Linked DNA regions of Ovis aries: region 2 is linked to region 1. A link is a contact called in public Hi-C data. All regions are on one chromosome and are shown on one strand. Each heading gives the region's core, a stretch centred on a gene start, on an enhancer-like site or on the middle of the called end of the contact. The rest is flanking DNA. Distances are from core to core; before and after follow the strand shown. Region 1 holds the start of PLAC9 (placenta associated 9). Region 2 holds the start of SFTPA1 (surfactant protein A1).

What was found. A called contact is a pair of places that touch in the nucleus more often than the background predicts.
Region 2: a contact with region 1 is called in a Hi-C map of tail adipose tissue, with 5 times the contacts expected there. The contact joins the promoter of SFTPA1 here to the promoter of PLAC9 in region 1. A contact is called at or near these places in 4 of 16 Hi-C or Micro-C datasets (omental adipose tissue, retroperitoneal adipose tissue and tail adipose tissue).

The regions. Positions count from the first base shown.
Region 1 is chr25:34,360,692-34,364,360 of ARS-UI_Ramb_v3.0, reverse strand. It overlaps PLAC9 (placenta associated 9), which reads left to right and starts at 1,665. Exons shown (of 4, transcript XM_027962247.2): 1 at 1,665-1,760. The coding sequence starts at 1,697.
Region 2 is chr25:34,701,716-34,705,805 of ARS-UI_Ramb_v3.0, reverse strand. SFTPA1 (surfactant protein A1) reads left to right here and starts at 1,863. Exons shown (of 5, transcript NM_001009728.2): 1 at 1,863-1,897; 2 at 2,712-2,906; 3 at 3,154-3,273; 4 at 4,010-4,087. The coding sequence starts at 1,879.

The sequences.
Region 1 (3,669 bases), core at 416-2,915:
TGTAAATAGCGCCACCTGCAGCACAATTCCAATCTAGACTGCAGAGTAACTGGGTGTGCCTTGGAGCCCTGCTCTCAGTGGCTGGCCCCTACTTTGGGCTTAGTAAGAATCATTGGCATATCCAGCAAGAGGCCAGCTTAGCTAGATTCCAGTCCAGTTCCCTCAGCTTGGTAAACTCTTCCAGTTCCTTGTCTATGCGGTTCCTAATATAAATTCAGACAAAATGTGTATACATGGAACTGCATGGAACTGAATAATATATGGAAAGTGAAAGTCACTCAGTCCTGTACAACTTTTTGCAATCCCGTGGACTGTATAGGCCAGAATACTGGAGTGGGTAGATGTTCCCTTCTCCAGGAGATCTTCCCACCCCAGGGATTGAATCCAGGTCTCCCACATTACACGCAAATTCTTTACCAGCTGAGCCATCAGCGAAGCCTATATTTGGGGATTTTTACTTTCATGCTTTTATTTTCATGCTCATCTCATCAAATTTTAGAGATCATTCTATGTTAGTACACCTCAACCTGAGACAGGCTGGGACTTGGGACCCTTTGCTGCAGTGCTTGCTCCTGGACAAACTGTTTTCTCCAGCAACGAAATACAAAGAAACTATAGGGGACTAAAAGTAGCTGCATGGTTGTACAAACTAGAAACAAGAAGATACAAAAAGACCAAAAACCCAACTGCCACTTCTGAGGGTTCAGAAACAAAAGCAAGGTACTATTCACCACACCAAGAGAGTGGGCAGACCTCCTAAACATACCCCTCCAGCCCAGGCACATCCACCCCAACCCTGGAGCCATTTAGGGACCAGCTCACCCCCTCCCCCAGGGAGCAAGCAAGGGCACCCATACCTATTATTTGGCGTGCTTAAGTAAGAGATCCAATAAGGCCCTGCCTGATGTGGCATTTTATCAATTTCTTTTTTTAAATTTATTTGGTTGCCGTCATGTGGGATCTTCCATTGGGGCAAAGGGACTCTCGACTTGTGGCGTTAGGGCTCAGCAGCTGTGGCATACAGACTTGGTTGCTCCTCAGCGTGTGGGATCTTAGTTCCCTGAACAGGGATCAAACTCAGGTTCCTTCATTGCAAGGTGGATTCTTAACCACCAGACCACCAGGGAAGTCCCCATCAATTTCTATTTAAGAACCCGGATCAATAACAAACCCACTATATTCCTTTGGAAAGTATCGTTTAACAATACTGTTACTCCTTTAGAAGGACAAAATTTCTGTGGAAGACAGACCCTCCGTTTCTGAGCCTCCCTCTCAGAGCGGCACTATCTGATGTCATCAGAGCTGATTACTCCGTGAAGTTAGGGATTCAGATCCTGTGCCACAGGCGTGGGTGGCCCTTCTGGAAACTGCAACTTGCTGGTCTGTGAAATGGGCTCATAACGGATCACTGGGCCCCCGGTTCCATCATCCTCTGTTCTGTGCTCGGGCCCAGGGGGAGGCGCGGGGGGCTCAGAGCGCGGCCCCTTCCTGGGGAGACGCCCAGCCTGGCACATCGCCCCTCCGCTCGCGGGGTCTCTGGAGGGGGCGGGCTCGCTGGAGCCAGAAAGCCCGGAGCCGCCCAGGAATCTTGGCTGAAACTGCGAGCATTTCCTCCCAGGCGGGCCGGCGCGATCCCGGGGAGGGCGGGGAGCGCGGCCGCAGGCAGAAGCGGCGCTGCGCTCCGCCGGCCGGCAGCATGCGGCCCCTGCTCTGCGCACTGGCCGGGCTCGCCCTGCTCCGCGCCCCGGGCGCCTTCGCCGGTGAGTGGGGCCCGGGAGCGGGGCGAGGGCTAGGGAGTCCGCGGACCGCGAGGAAGGAGCAGAAGAGAGGGAGGGAGATGGGGACGGAGCCAGACGGAGAGAGAGAGAGATGGAGAAAGAGGGAGATAAAGGGAGGGAGAGAGAGCGATGGGGAGAGAGAAAGGAAAGACGAAACAGAAAAAGGCAGAGAGAGAGAGGCAGAGGAACATGGAAAACGGAACGAATAAGAGGGAAAGGGAGGGGCTGGGACAGAAAGATTTCGGAGGTAAACAGATGGGTGTGAACTATGAATGAGGACAGCAAAAGGAGTTTAGTGGGAAAGAAACAGAGGAACTAAAATGGCAAGAGAGGGAGATCCGAAAGAAACAGAAAAAGGAGAGAGGGTGGAGAAACCCAGTGCCCCGGGTGGGGAGGAGAGGGAGGAGGGGGCCAGGGTCCGGAGGTGAACCGTGAGGTCTGCGGGGTGGGGCGGGCCTGCGAAGCACCCAGGCCTCCTTTCCTGGGGAATTCACTGGGATGCTGAGCTCCAACAGGCAGATGACCCCGGTCTGGTCCGGCCCAGCTGGTAGGGGCCAGGCAGGCGGCCCCTGGAGGTCTCGGCTTCACCTGCCTGGTAGTCTGAGGAGGTCCTGCAGTAGAGGAGAGGAGGCCAGTTGTCAGCCTTTCAGAGAGCTTTCCCAGAGGGCCTGAGCAGCCTTGGGTGGGTGGGGAGGAGGCCGCAGGAAAGAGAGGCCCTCTGGGTGCTCCCGGCTGGGTTCCTTGCCGTGCTTTATCCCCTCTAGCTCCCCTGACAGCAGCCTTAGAGCTGTCCCCTTGCAGGTGAGGCTCGGACAGGAAGGCTGCAGGACCAACTGTCCCATACGCATAGGTGTTCCTTCCACCACCCCAAGACTCTGCACTCTGTGTAGAACTTTACAGTTGACATTTACCCAAGCTCTCTTGCCAACCTCAACCAGAGACGGCTGATGCTCACAGCTGTACAGGTGAGGGGAAGGCCCAGTCTGCCCAGGCATGCAGCTCTCCCGCCCCCTCAGCCACACCCTTGCCCTGTGTCAGGCTGCTCCCCCATCCACCTGGAGCTGGTGGAAGTGCCCCGTGTTAGGGTGGAAGCTCCCCTGGCAGGGAACCGGGAGCACCAGGGAAAGGGCTGAGGCCAGTCCTGCTCCTGGCCAGCCCCCGGCTGAGTGGCCTTGGGTGAGTCATGTCACCTCTCTGAAGCTATTTCCTCTTCTGTAAGTTGGGGAGAATGGTAGCCACCCAGAGAACTGGAGCAAAGGGAAGTGCCCAGCGCAGAACACCTGTCGACACACACTGGCTCCTTCCCTCGCGCCCTCAGACAGCTCCGCTGACCTCCCTGAGCCAGCTTCTCCACTGAGGCTGGCAAAGGAGGGCCAACAACCCCTTCCTCACAGGCTGAGTGAGGAGTGGCTGAGACCACCCAGCATAGAGTCCGGCCCACAGTGCCATCCACCCACCCCCTACTTCCCTGGCCCACTGCCTGCCCCCTCTTTGCAGAGTCCCACCTCCAGGAGCTGAGGGGACAAAGCCAAGTCTGTGCTCCCCCAGAGGGAGGAGCTGGCCACTGCCCACAGTGGCTGACCTTCTGTGGCCCCTTAGCTATGAGTGGTACATACGTTTTGTCTTAAAGCCATTTTAAACATTATTTTCTTCCTGGTCATGCTCATTGCTTCAGATTAAGAAAAATAGAAAGAAGAAAGTATAAATGTATTTATGTAATTTCACATTGTGTTCAAACATTGTTTTACATAACCTTTCAGACTTCAGACAATTATACCATTTTTTTTTTAACTGTTGATTATCAAATCTTTTGGCTATACACACAGAATGGTGTAAGGAACCTCCATGGATTCCTGACATCTTAATTCGTCTAATCCACCTTCTCTCCCCT
Region 2 (4,090 bases), core at 614-3,113, 340 kb before region 1:
AAATACAATCAGAACACTCCAGACAAGAGAAGAATCATGATCAAAGACACGGAAAGCAGCACTCAGTTCTGTGAACTTGGAGCATCATCCTCTGAGAAGCTGCAGAAGGGAGAATTGATGGAACAAGAGATAAAGAAAGAGGTAAGGCCAGGTAAACAATTAATTCATGATTTTATTAGAATTTTTATGACACACTTTTATATATTGGCATTAAGTTATGTAAGTAACTTCTTAAACAGATGACCTAAATGATGAAATAAAACACCACATGATACTCTTGTCACTGTTTAATGAAAGTAATAGCTGAACCAGTGCTAATTTCTTCATTTTGATGGTTATGTGGAAAAATATCTATGTATAAAACATAAATTAAGGTACTAGGGTGATGGAATGTCATGGTTTCAGAAAAAAATTTGTACTGCCCTGCATCTTTCCTATAGGCTTGATAGGAAATTTAATTTTGATTCAAAATTTAAAAAGGCTCAAGAAGTTATATAACCTGATCAAAACCACATGGATAAAGAGTGGCAGTTCCAAATCACAACTTGAGTATTTCTGACTCCTAAGTCCACCCCTCCCCACCAATCACATGGCCCTGACCTCCAGGCTGCCTTCTCCAGGGCCCTTCAAGATCTTCCCAAGAAGACTCTCCCTGTTCTTGTTCCTTCACCCCAAGAACCACACTCCTCCAAGCCAAGTTGAAGTCCTTAAGCTGGACCCAGCTTACCCCAGCCCAGTGCTGGCCCTGGCTCCCCATCCCATGCCGGCAGAGTCACAGGCATGTGACAGCTGGCAGCAGGGCAGCTGGAAGCACTTAGAGCTCCAGATCAGCTCTGACAGGCCTCCTGCTCCCAGGGGAGGAGTTCCATTAGCTGGGCTCCCACTCTCCCTGCGGATCTCAAGATTTTCAGACCACTCACAGGTAAGCATGGCAATCTTTTCCTGTCTTGGTTCTCCACTGTTACCATCCTACGTTAGAGATTCCCTCCTAATTTAGTGGCTTGAAGAGGAAATCTCTTCCATTGTCTTCACAAGTCATTCTACTACTTAAAGATATCACCACTGCAGTCATTAGACATCACCATGGTCAAGACAGAAAATATGGCTTCCTGCCCTGTCTCCCTACCACTGAGCCTGCCAAGGCAAAGGAGTGGGGACCCAGCCAAGGGATCACCTGTGCCAGTGAACCATGTACCCATCAACTCAGCCACAGACCCCAGAAGCAGGAGTTGGGAGGCTCAGTAGCGAGCCATGCCCCTTGACAGACAGTTTGTTCCAGCTCAGTCTGATGATCCCTTGGCTTGAGACATGACCTCTGCGTGGTTTAGAGCCACAAGGATGCTTCCAAGACCAAAGAGTCTCTGGAACTGGAATGGCCCCAGCGGACAGCCCTTTATACCACTAATCTGTCTCTCTGCTTCCCTGAGAAAAGAGTCCAGCCCTGGTATGTTCTCTCCCACTGGTGGGCTTTTTGAGGGTAGTGATCCCAGGAGTGTGAACATGTCACCAGCCAGGACCAGGGACCTGAGACCCAGGAGGGAGAAGACTTCCTTTGCCGCATGCCTCCTTGTAAGTGCTCTCATCCTTCACTGCGTGGGAAACTGGATGGATGGAGGGAGAGTGGGTGACCTCCGGCCCATGGGAAATTTCCCTTCTTACAGACCTGGAGTTTCTCATTAGCAGATTTTCTAAGTGCCTCTCCAGCCTAAGTGCCTGTGAGGAAATGCTGAGTAAACAAGATGGCGGCTTCCTGCCCGGTCCTTCTGGTGTAGAGGTCCTTGTGACAGGAGTCTCTACGGGTTGGAGAGGATGCCTGGGGGCCTACATCAGTATAAATGGCACCATCCACCTGGCCACACTGCTCTGGAGGCAGGGAGCACGGGCTGTGTTCGTGCAGGTGAGTTTAGCCCCATCCTCTGGGTCTTCCCCAGGGCGAACCAGCCCAGCAGGCACAGGCTTCACCACGGGTCAGGTGGGAAGGAGGGTCCTCCTCTGTACTACTGGGAGCTATTCCATAGAGTCCTAACTACGGGTGCAGGATGATGGGCTTGCAGATATCCTCATTCTTTACTGTGCTCCTAGGCCAAGTCCCTTCTCCCCAAGGACTCAGCAGGGCCAGCAGGGTTGGGGCAGGGGGAGAAACAGCCTGCCAAGGAGAAAGGGACACCAGAGCAGGGAGGAGGGGACTCCCTGTTGTTGACCAACTGGGAATGGCCGAGCCATGGGCCCTGGTCATTTCTCCTCATCCTCAGGATTGTGATCCCTCAACTCAAAAGGAGGCCATCTGAGAGTACGAGGGACAGACAGAATGAGTGAGTGAGTGACCACTTCCTTCCTCCCAGCAACCTGGGAGGTACAGGCCAGGATTTCCTCCAGGACAGACGTGTTAGGGGAAGCCAAGAGAGTTCCCTGTGGGTACACAGTGAGGATCAGAGACTCTATTAGAACCCAGGTCCTCTGACTCTCCAGAGCTCTTTACAACCCCTCACCTGCCCAGGTACCATACCACCTCCAGCCAAGGGGATGGGGCATGAGACCGTGTTAGGTACCAAATGATGCTGACATTTCCAAGAATAGTTTGGGTCTTTCCAGAGCTCCTGAGAGTACCAACCCAGCCCTCAGGCCCCAGCATGCGCTGAATCTTGACAAAGCAGAGCAAGGGGAAACCCTGATAAATGCTTCAGCGGGGCCACGGCCCTTCCCTTCCTCAGGAGGAGCCGCTGGAGCAGGCGCCATGCTGCTGTGCTCTTTGACCCTTATGCTCCTCTGGATGGTGGCTTCTGGCCTCGAGTGCGACATGAAGGAAGTTTGTCTTGGAAGCCCTGGCATTCCTGGCACTCCCGGATCCCATGGCCTGCCAGGAAGAGATGGGAGAGATGGTATCAAAGGAGACCCTGGGCCTCCAGGTACTGAGTGGGAGCTGGGGGACAGTGACCTGATTTCAAGGGGAGCACCTGCCCAGGTGGGTCCAAGGCTCAGCTGGATGGTGGGTATTTCCTGGGACCCTTAGACTGGAATAGCCCTGGATGGTCTATCCTCAATGCCCGTGGAAGGACAGGCAAGTCAGCCTGGCTGAAATGGAGGTCCAGTCACTTAAGCCCCAACTCATTGTGGGTTACAGATACCATACATCCTCCTCCCCTCTCTCTGCAGGCCCCATGGGCCCCCCTGGAGGAATGCCAGGCCTCCCTGGGCGTGATGGGATGACTGGAGCCCCTGGCCTCCCTGGAGAACGTGGAGAAAAGGGAGAGCCTGGCGAGAGAGGTCCTCCAGGTGAGCTGGATGGGGCCAGTGGGCAGAGGCAACTGGACACCGTGCCCATGTGTTCAGTTACATGAGGAATGATGGGGGTCAGACAAAACTGTTCAAGTTCCCAAAGGGCATCCCGGAGGTGTTTGGGGTGTGGGTCATAAGTGCAGAGTCTGGTGGGAATCGAAAGTTTTCTGTGCATTACAACTGCTGCCAGGAAGATACGGGACATCAGGTGTGGGAAATGGAATAGGGATGGAAGGAGGGGAAGCCCTTCCTGGGGCTGAGGTGTGTGGGCTCACATGGACCAAGGAGCAGACAGATGATGAAACTAGGGGCCCTGCTTGCCCAGGGGGCCTCTGGAGCTCTAGGTTTCTTACTATGCCTTATAGCAGCAATGAGGGTGCATCAGAGTACAGAAAGAACCACATTTGCTCTTAATGGAGGGTGGGAAAGGGGCCCTGCCCAGGAACTAGAGAACTCCACAGATATGGACAGACAGAGCCATGGAAGGACATGGAAGGAAAGAAGAGCAGGGAAGGGGAAAGCAGGTGCAAGGAGGCACTAAGGGATAAGCGTGTAGGGAAGACGGAAACCCACTCTGGCCTTGTGGACCCTTATGACCGGGGGCCTGGGTGGTGGCTCTAGACAAGTGAAGGGCCGAATTCCAGGCTTGCAGTTGATCTCAGATCTGCTTGGCAGCAAGTGGGGTTGTTGTTGGCCTGTTGGTCCTCTCATCTCGCCGGGGATTTCTCTACAGGGTTTCCAGCGTATCTAGATGAAGAGCTCCAGGGCACACTCCATGAGATCAGACATCAAGTCCTGCAGTCACAGGGCGGTA